Regions from separate parts of the Mus musculus genome. Here regions 2 and 3 are each linked to region 1. The links are chromatin contacts, called in public HiChIP or PLAC-seq maps. All regions are on one chromosome and are shown on one strand. Each heading gives the region's core, a stretch centred on a gene start, on an enhancer-like site or on the middle of the called end of the contact. The rest is flanking DNA. Distances are from core to core; before and after follow the strand shown. Region 1 holds the start of Tbc1d15 (TBC1 domain family, member 15). Region 2 holds the start of Tspan8 (tetraspanin 8). Region 3 overlaps Ptprr (protein tyrosine phosphatase, receptor type, R).

Region 1 (2,700 bases), core at 121-2,620:
ACATTAGTTCTTTAAAATTTACAAAAAGTTGTAGAGTAACTGCTATTACTTAGCATTATATTCTGACACTGCTAAGTTTTGACAATATAGTGAGGTTTCTCCTTTAACCACATTACTCCATCCTTCTGAGATAGCAGAAGAATCTAGTTTTGATTATTCAGACTCCGGTTACTACCCACAATCAGTTGGCTTGGGGAAGTCTGGTCTACTGATAAGCCCCTGTGCTCTCTCGCTGTCAACTCACTGCGCTCTTGCTTCCTTAATGGCTGGCAGATGCGTTGCTTTACCGAGCAGTGAGAACTTGGGCACTGGGATCTAGGGCTTGCTTGGAATCTCTGATATTTGGTGGTCAGAGTCCCTCCTGGGGCTAAGCATGCATTCTCCTGTAAGACTTAGGCACCTCCCTCCCCGATTAGATTCCTGATACTCACAGAACCTGCAGATCACGTTTTTCTGCTGTTACCTCAGGCAGCCTGAAAAGGCTCTAACTCAGCGGGCAGGCACGACTCTTGTGTGGGTGAAACGACACTTTTACAGGGGTCTCTTAAGGCTATAGGAAAATACAGATACTTTACGGTTCATAATAGCAGTAATGTTACAGTTATGAAGTAGTAACAAAAACAACTTTTTGGTTGGGGTGGGGTCCGCACCAAAACATGAGAAACTGTATTAAAGGGTCGCAGCATTAGGTAGGTGGAGAACTATTGCTAACTGCTCTAAGATGTCAATTTTATTGTGTACCGGAGCTAAGTCTCAGGGTGCTGCGCTGAGAAGGAATTAGATTTTGAACTTAATAGTTTACCGATCTGTTTCCAAACATGGGGGAGATCCGTATGGCCATACATGATCCTTTACATGCAGATGCTTGGGTGAATTTTAGGAATTGAAATCATAACCACTAAGCTGTGGAGGCACCCTGAACTCTGGAGCGATAAAGGGCCTTGTAGTAACTACAGTTCCTATAAAAATACCATGCTCAAGGTCATGCGTGAGTGACAGCAACAATACTCATGTTCAGAATCCTCTAATATCAAGGGGAAAAGTCTCTGCGTGTATTAGCTCCAGGGCTGATGTTCAAGGCGATTCCAATTTTACCGTGACTTATTTAAAGCAAGAAAGCTGTGGCATCGTGTTCTGGGTCTAAACAAGGTGCTCCTTCCATCACACCCAAGAGACTCGCCAGCCGTTCCCCAAGTTAAAAGTGCCACGCCCGAGCAAACTTCAAAAGCCGTAGACTTCTATTTAAAATGTGGGGGAAGCACGCGCACGCGCAGTACGGCACGACGGCTCCACCCTCTTAGCATCCTCACCACGCATGCGCCTAACTGCTGTTCCCGCTCCTCCCCGCCCCTTTCCCGCCCGGATGTTATTTTAGCCCGACCGGATGTTGTTGTGAGTCCGAGAGCCACGTGAGGTTGTGCTACGTCATCACCAGGCACGCGCGGGGGAACATGGCGGCGGCGGGTGTTGTGAGCGGGAAGGTGAGTAACGGCACCGGCTGGTGCGGGTGCTCCTGACCGGTGGCCTGCGGCTGGCGGGCGGGCGGGCGGCCGCCGAGGGGCAGGCGAGCCAGGTCGGCTTCAGAGGAGACCGGCGTGTGACAGCGAAGGGGCTCCGCGGGGTGCGAGCTGCCCCTCCGGGGTGCTGGCTGGGTGAGCGCGGGGTTAGACGGTTCCTGCTCCCAGGCGGTGCAGGCCTGGGCGTTTGTCCCCGGCTCTGCCCCGCAGCGCGGATCCTTTCGGGGACCCCTGAATCCGTTCCTTCCCCCTGTGACTCTGGTTCTTTACGTCTGCCCTTCCGACCGTAAAACCTTCTCTTGTAAAAAGCCTTTGGCCACCCTGGCTTGCTTGGCTCTCTGTCGTCTTTGGGGGAAGGCGTCGAGTCACCATGCAGAGGAGCTGACCAGGAGCTCTGCAACTCTGTCCTCAGAGCTTGGGGTCCTGTTCGAAAAATTACCCAGATGGTTAATGGTTGCGGGCGTTAGGTTGGGAACTGGCGATTGACACCGCGCTGGGCTCATCTAGAAAAGCCTTTATGAAAACGTTTGTTTCCTAGATGTCTTCGGGGGCGTTTCTGTGTGTGGGTGTCTGCCCTGCTGTTTTACAGGAGGCTCTGTCAGTGACACCCTCACAGTGGGCTAGGAACCACCATTAGGTACGGAGATTAGATTAGATTAGCAGTTTATATGCAGAGAGACAGCTTGTGCGAATATAGGGTTATCTGCTTCATGCGATGCACCTGACTGCGTTTCCCAGTGGCGAGTTATTTCGCAAACGTCAGTGACCGGCTGGTAATGACTCAGAGCACTAAGACCTGTTTACTTGTTGCAGATAGCTTCCGCTGTTCCTTCAGTTCCACGTAGTATGTTTCGCTGCTTTTCTCCTCGTTTTGAACTTGACAGCGTTTGTGCAGATTTAGATTGTGGAATAACAAATACCGGCCTTATCTTCGGTGCAGATCTGAATTGTGACCTTGGGAAATTGGATAATTGAGGCTTCTCTGTTCTTCGTCTTTATCTGCAGAACGGAAGGGATGCCGGGCATCCTGTATTGGAGTGCTTAGGGGTAGACGCAACAGAAGCGCTTATACGTTACGTAGTCTTGCTCTTTCGAAAAATTGGTTGGGCATCCTTTTAGGGTATACTTATATCCTTGCCCTTTTAAAATATTTTTGGTCTTTTTTATTTGAGATGAGTGCTAG
Region 2 (2,700 bases), core at 165-2,664, 570 kb before region 1:
ATGGATGAGAATAGATGTTTTCCCTCATCCTGACCTGTCTAGATCTCTATTAAGCCTTTTACAGAAAGCTAAGAAAGAAAATGAATGTATTGGACCGATACCAGCCATCTGTTAAAGGCCAAAAGGCTCAGACACAAAAACCAGAGCTCCTTATCCTTAATGCATAAACTACTTTCCAATCCAGAAACAATGGAACTGTTTTCTGTTGCAGCATCCTGAGACATTTCCACTACTTTACTTGTGAGCACCTCTAATTATACCATATGTGTACATGTTCTCTCCCAAATCCCCCCTCACCCCCTCAGATCATGACATTTGCTTTTTCAATGTTAAATAATGTTTTCAATGCCCTTGGGAGCCATCATCAGACTTAAGCAAGGCATAATTTGCAAGAAACAAACCCTGTTGTTTGAAAGGATGGGTTGACGACACACCAAAATACTGACTTCGAAATACTAATACCTAGTCACTGGTTTAGCTGAATCTTATGATTAAATACTCTTAACTGCTTCTCCAGGGACTATTTCTTTCTTCCTGGGGGCTCTGAAAATGATCCTCTCATGCATTTACCACCCTGCCACCCACTAGTCAGTCACCTGTTTCAAACCTAGATGTCAAAGGGAGGGAACCAGAAGCCATGCTGAATCAAACTGTTTTCTTTGGAGTCTTTAAACAGAGTGCTGATTGGCATCATAGAACTGAGAATAATTGTCCTTTAATTAAGGGATATTTCCCCCTGTGTTTAGTCTTGCAACAATATGAAAACATTCGGGAAATGTTTATCCTCAGAGAACTTGAATACACCAGGCGTTTTGTTTTGGTTTGGTTTGGTTTAGTTTGGTTTGGTTTGGTTTTTTGGAGTCATTGGCTTCTTTTCAGTTCCCCAAACAGCCAGCGACAAACCAATGTAAATATTTCAATGGAAAATGTCTTTTCCCCCTTATCCTCTAGCTCTATGTAAGTCTGTTCTCAGTGGTGATATTTATCTCAAGTCTTCTTTCCTGAACAAAACTGAGAATTAAAAGAAAACTACTTACCCAGAACAAGAAGTTGAAGAAAAACATAGAATACTTTAAACAGCTGCTCACACCTGCCATTTCGGAGAAGGGGCAGCCACCAAGTTACAGTGGAATGAAGAAGTCCGTAGAAGGCTGTCCTGCGTAGGCTCTGACGGATTTTGCCTGCAGAGATCCGTGTGCCTGCAGCTTCGGGGGTAGAAATAGAGAGCAAAGAAGTAGACAGAAGGAACAGAAAAAAAAGAAAAAAAAAAAAACCAACAGTTATTGGAGTGGATAAAAAATTAACCCACACCTTTAAATATCTCAAACGTTATCTTCAGGCGAGTACATTCTTTTCCTTCTTATGGCTGCTAAGGCATTAGGTCAGGATATTTATGATGGCTTCTCAAAGCCCGCTCCCTCTAGAGTAAACAGATATCAAGTTATGGGAGTGGCTGGGGCAGAGGTGGAGAATGGCACAGCGAGATAGTAGGTGGATAGGCTGGCTGGCTGGCTGGCTGGCTGGTGTGGCTGCCCTCTCTTCTAACCCTGCGGAAATCGGCTGCCAGGCTCTCAAGTAAATGGGCCTTGTGTCTCACTTCGATTTGCATCCCCCCCCCCTTTTTTTAATTGATAGGAGCACAAAGTTCCTTTCAGCAATAGGTATTTGGAAACCTGCAAAGCATCCGGACTTAAGTTACCATAACTTCTTCTCCTCAACTTCAAATGAACAAGGAAACAAACATTAATTAGCCAAGTGTCTTGTTTGGTTGTTGTGTTGTTGTTGTTGTTGTTGTTCTTTCAAAGAAATCCCAAGGAGCTCCCTTAAATGCCTGCCACTTCCAATCATTAAAGGGGAAGTGGCCTGCCTTTGCGTGATCTCGTAAGAGCATTCATTCGGGGGTTTATTTTTATCTTTGTGTGAAAAGAAAAAAAAAAAAAAAAAAACAGGAAGGAAGGAAACTCTGAGGAGCTGCCCCTTTGTGTTTACTTATGACTCAGTAACCAGGCCTGATAGCTGGGTTTGTTTTTAAGGTAGACTCAGGTTTCTCTCTTCTGAGAAATGACCTACAGCAACAGTTCCACTCTAACTCCGTTTCTGGGTTCTGGGCAGCTGACAAAGAAAATTCCTTTGGGAACGCACTCGTGGACTACTGAAAGCTGCCCATTCAGCTGCTTCTGGTGCTACTGGGATGTTGCCTCCGCCAGGTAAATGCACCATTCTGCCATCTATTCGGGCAGAGGAAACGACCTGGGCCTTGGGTCTTTTCTTTTATACCACTCAGAGGGCCTCCCTCGCCCCCTAAGTAAAACAATTGCATACTTCAAGGGTCTGTTAGGAAAACAATTCCCTAAAAACTTCATTAAATACAATTAAAACAAGTGACTGGGGTCTCTCTCTCTCTCTCTCTCACACACACACACACACACACACACACATCTTTCTAATTTTCACCAATATCTGCCTTTACTTTGTAACTGTTAAAATACATTTCTGATGCATTATTAGCAATAACATTAAATGTAATAGGTGAGAGCTAGGATTAGTTCGCCAAGTAATACTGAACGTGAGAAGCTCATGGATCAGTAGGACAATGAGCTTCAGGAATCTGTTCCTGCCCACTGCAGCCCTGGGCCCACCAACGTATACCGTCGGCCTCTCCTGTCTTTGACTTAGATGCTGGACTCCAGACACTTTCCT
Region 3 (2,700 bases), core at 53-2,552, 940 kb before region 1:
TATAACATGCATGGGGCACTACGATCAATTCCACGCGCCACCAGAAAATAACAGAATTATGTAAGAACACTACGGAAAAAAATTAATATTTGGAAGAAAAAAAATACCCAGCCCTTCATTATATACTTTGCATATTCTAGTTTTTCCCCCATCACCGGACTTGCTTTAAATGGAAGTGCATCTCAGGGATAAGCTTGTCTGAAACAGAGGTAAGGGTAACGAAAATATAGATCTTGATATATAAGTCTCGTGGTTAAAGGAAGCAGAAAGGAAACTTCAGATGAGTTAATTTATGGCACAAAATTAGGTCCCACATGATGTCAAACAGCTTGAAAATCTGAAGGAAACACTTGCATTTATTAGCAACTCTTGTACCGTGTGTGTCTGAACATAATTAAATGAGATAGTTCTATATGTCTGGTTAGTGGCCCCTGATAACAAATGGTGGTAGAGACCACCCCATAGATGCAGATGGACTTTGAGTCTACACAAGCTCCACAGAAAAAGATGTCCCTGAAAGTTTTTCCCAAGCACATTGAGACGCATTTGGGTGACAAGAAACCTACTTCCTGGGGCCCATCTCATGGTGAATGGTTCTGCCCCGTGGTCAGTAGGTTCACATTTTCACCCTTTTTAGCTGGAGGAAACTTTTCAGAAACAAAGCAAGACACACACTGTATTTCAATGAGTTCTCAGTTGAGGCTCTTACCGCTCCTGGAGTCCTATGGGCTTCATTCTGAAGGGAGAAGGGCAGACAGAGGTGGAGGTGCTGTTTCGAATCTCAGGAGTGCATTGGCCTTGAGGGTCCACAACCACGTTCAGCACCTTTGGCGCCTGATCGGGCTGGACCATGCTGTGGGTCGTCTTGGCCTCCGATTGTGCTTGCTGCCGTGCAATGGGTGATAGGTGGATCTCCTGGTTTTTCTCTTTATCTTGTCTTAAGGAAAGCTGAAGCCTTTCTTTTAACCTGTAAATAATCTACAAAAAAAAAAAAAAAAAAAAAAAGAGAGAGCGACATGAGGGCTTCTGTGAGATTTTTGTGTCCTGGATGACACACAGAATAGGGTCTTCTCTTCCCCACCTTAGAGGACTCATCAAAGTGAACCTTAGCGATAAAGTCGTCCCAGCCTCTAATATAAGTTCTTGGGTTTTGTGGCATTGAGATCATTTTCCTGCAAAGGATATGCTGGGTACATAAGTAAGATCAGCCAGCACAGTCAATCATCACCCAGCAGAGCACTAACTGCTCAATGCAGGCATAGGTTGGAGGTGGGGATGGTGCAGAGGCCAATGGCCTTTGACTGGTATTTCCAGTTGGGTTGGACATTCATCCTGAAAGTCTGTGCACATGAATGTGTTCCCCAAGGATAGATCCAAAAGGAAATTTAGCAATCATTCTACAAAGATGCCAGATGACAGTTGGATCATAGGAGTTTCTTGAAAAGGGAGGCCTTTGGAAGGAAGAGCTATAAAACATGGGCCTACGATTCTTAACAGAGATAGATAACTGCATCCATTTATAGCAAGAAAGCAAGACTTGTAAAATATTAATAAAAGAATAGTTACTCTATTAGCAATCCACTCTTATCTTGGTAAACAAGTCATTAGTCATACATCAACGTGAGAATCTGTTAAATACTAGGCAAAGCAGCAATGTGGGGGCATTCATCAAAGATAAAGATAAAAGTATCTTTCTGTGTTTTATGGGTTGTTGGTGTTTTGCCTGAACGTGCACCTGTGTACACATGGCTATGTACATGGCTGGTGCCTACGGAGGCCAGAATAGGATGCTGGATTCCAGGAACCGGAGTTATAGGTGGTTGTGAACCACCATGTGGGTGCTGAGAATAGAACCCTGGTCTTCTGGAAGAGCAGATTGTATGTTTGTACACTGGGCCTTCTCTCGCTTTGAAGCTTTTAAAAGAATGAGCCTGGTGGGACAGCCATGTCTATACAGTGTCTTCAGAATGGTTGATCCCTCCCATCTTTCCCTGCTGTGCCCTGTGACCCCAATATTCTCTCTCTACCTGTGTTCTTTTGCATTTCCCACCGCCATTTCTAAAGCCCCCATTTCCCTCCAGAACCGTAAGCATCTTTCTTGTTTCTTTGCTACTCACATTTACTTGATGCTGGCTCTGCTGTCCCAACTCCTACAAAAGCCAGATGTCCTAATATTTTTGCTAGTTTGTTGTCAGGTGTGGCTTGATGAGCTAATTCATGTGGACAAAGTGGTGACAAGTCACCATCTGCAGTTATTAAGGTGAACAGCACCCAGCATCCAGGATGCCTCAAGACATTGACTCCGTGGTTTAATTTCTAGGCTCCATCAGCTGAGCAGACATGAGTTTAGGAGGAATATTTCCTGGCTCTTTCTAGTCAGCATCCCTCTAGCTAATCATGAAATACATTATATCCTCCCTGTCTTTTCAAAGTTCTTTTGAAAAAAAAAGTCTACTTATTTCTATAATTTAAATCTTCTGGAAAATTTAAGCTCTCTCTCTGCACATATGTGGCCATATGTATGCATTCATCTAAAGGTATAAAATAAATACTTTTGAAATTTTATTTTAGAATATTAAAAATATTTCTCAGGGATTCTCAGAATAACATCGAAGAAGAGTCTGTTTAACAACATATATGTATAAAAACAGATCAGAATGAAATTAAATCTAAAGTGAACCATCAAAGAGAGAGAGAGAG

Evidence for each region. HiChIP or PLAC-seq counts read pairs in DNA pulled down with a chosen protein or histone mark.
Region 2: a FOXA1 HiChIP or PLAC-seq map of pancreatic cancer cells shows a contact between it and region 1. The contact joins the promoter of Tspan8 here to the promoter of Tbc1d15 in region 1. A contact is called at or near these places in 1 of 39 promoter capture datasets (erythroid cells) and 1 of 115 datasets of contacts at active chromatin or transcription factors (pancreatic cancer cells).
Region 3: a FOXA1 HiChIP or PLAC-seq map of pancreatic cancer cells shows a contact between it and region 1. The contact joins the enhancer-like site here to the promoter of Tbc1d15 in region 1. A contact is called at or near these places in 4 of 39 promoter capture datasets (cranial neural crest, embryonic stem cells, liver and 1 more) and 2 of 115 datasets of contacts at active chromatin or transcription factors (extraembryonic endoderm stem cells and pancreatic cancer cells).

The regions. Positions count from the first base shown.
Region 1 is chr10:115,250,163-115,252,862 of GRCm38.p6, reverse strand. It overlaps Tbc1d15 (TBC1 domain family, member 15), which reads left to right and starts at 1,370. Exons shown (of 17, transcript NM_025706.3): 1 at 1,370-1,481. The coding sequence starts at 1,452.
Region 2 is chr10:115,815,998-115,818,697 of GRCm38.p6, reverse strand. It overlaps Tspan8 (tetraspanin 8), which reads right to left and starts at 1,414. Exons shown (of 8, transcript NM_146010.2): 1 at 1,038-1,414. The coding sequence starts at 1,097.
Region 3 is chr10:116,186,478-116,189,177 of GRCm38.p6, reverse strand. Ptprr (protein tyrosine phosphatase, receptor type, R) reads right to left here. Exons shown (of 14, transcript NM_011217.2): 6 at 710-978. Among named protein-coding and RNA genes, the nearest start is that of Taf7l2, 74 kb to the right of the region's middle. Within about 2 kb of position 1,302, at least 3 of the 459 cell types and tissues checked have an H3K27ac peak or open chromatin away from gene starts, as enhancers often do. A contact at or near this core is called in pancreatic cancer cells, where this site is marked.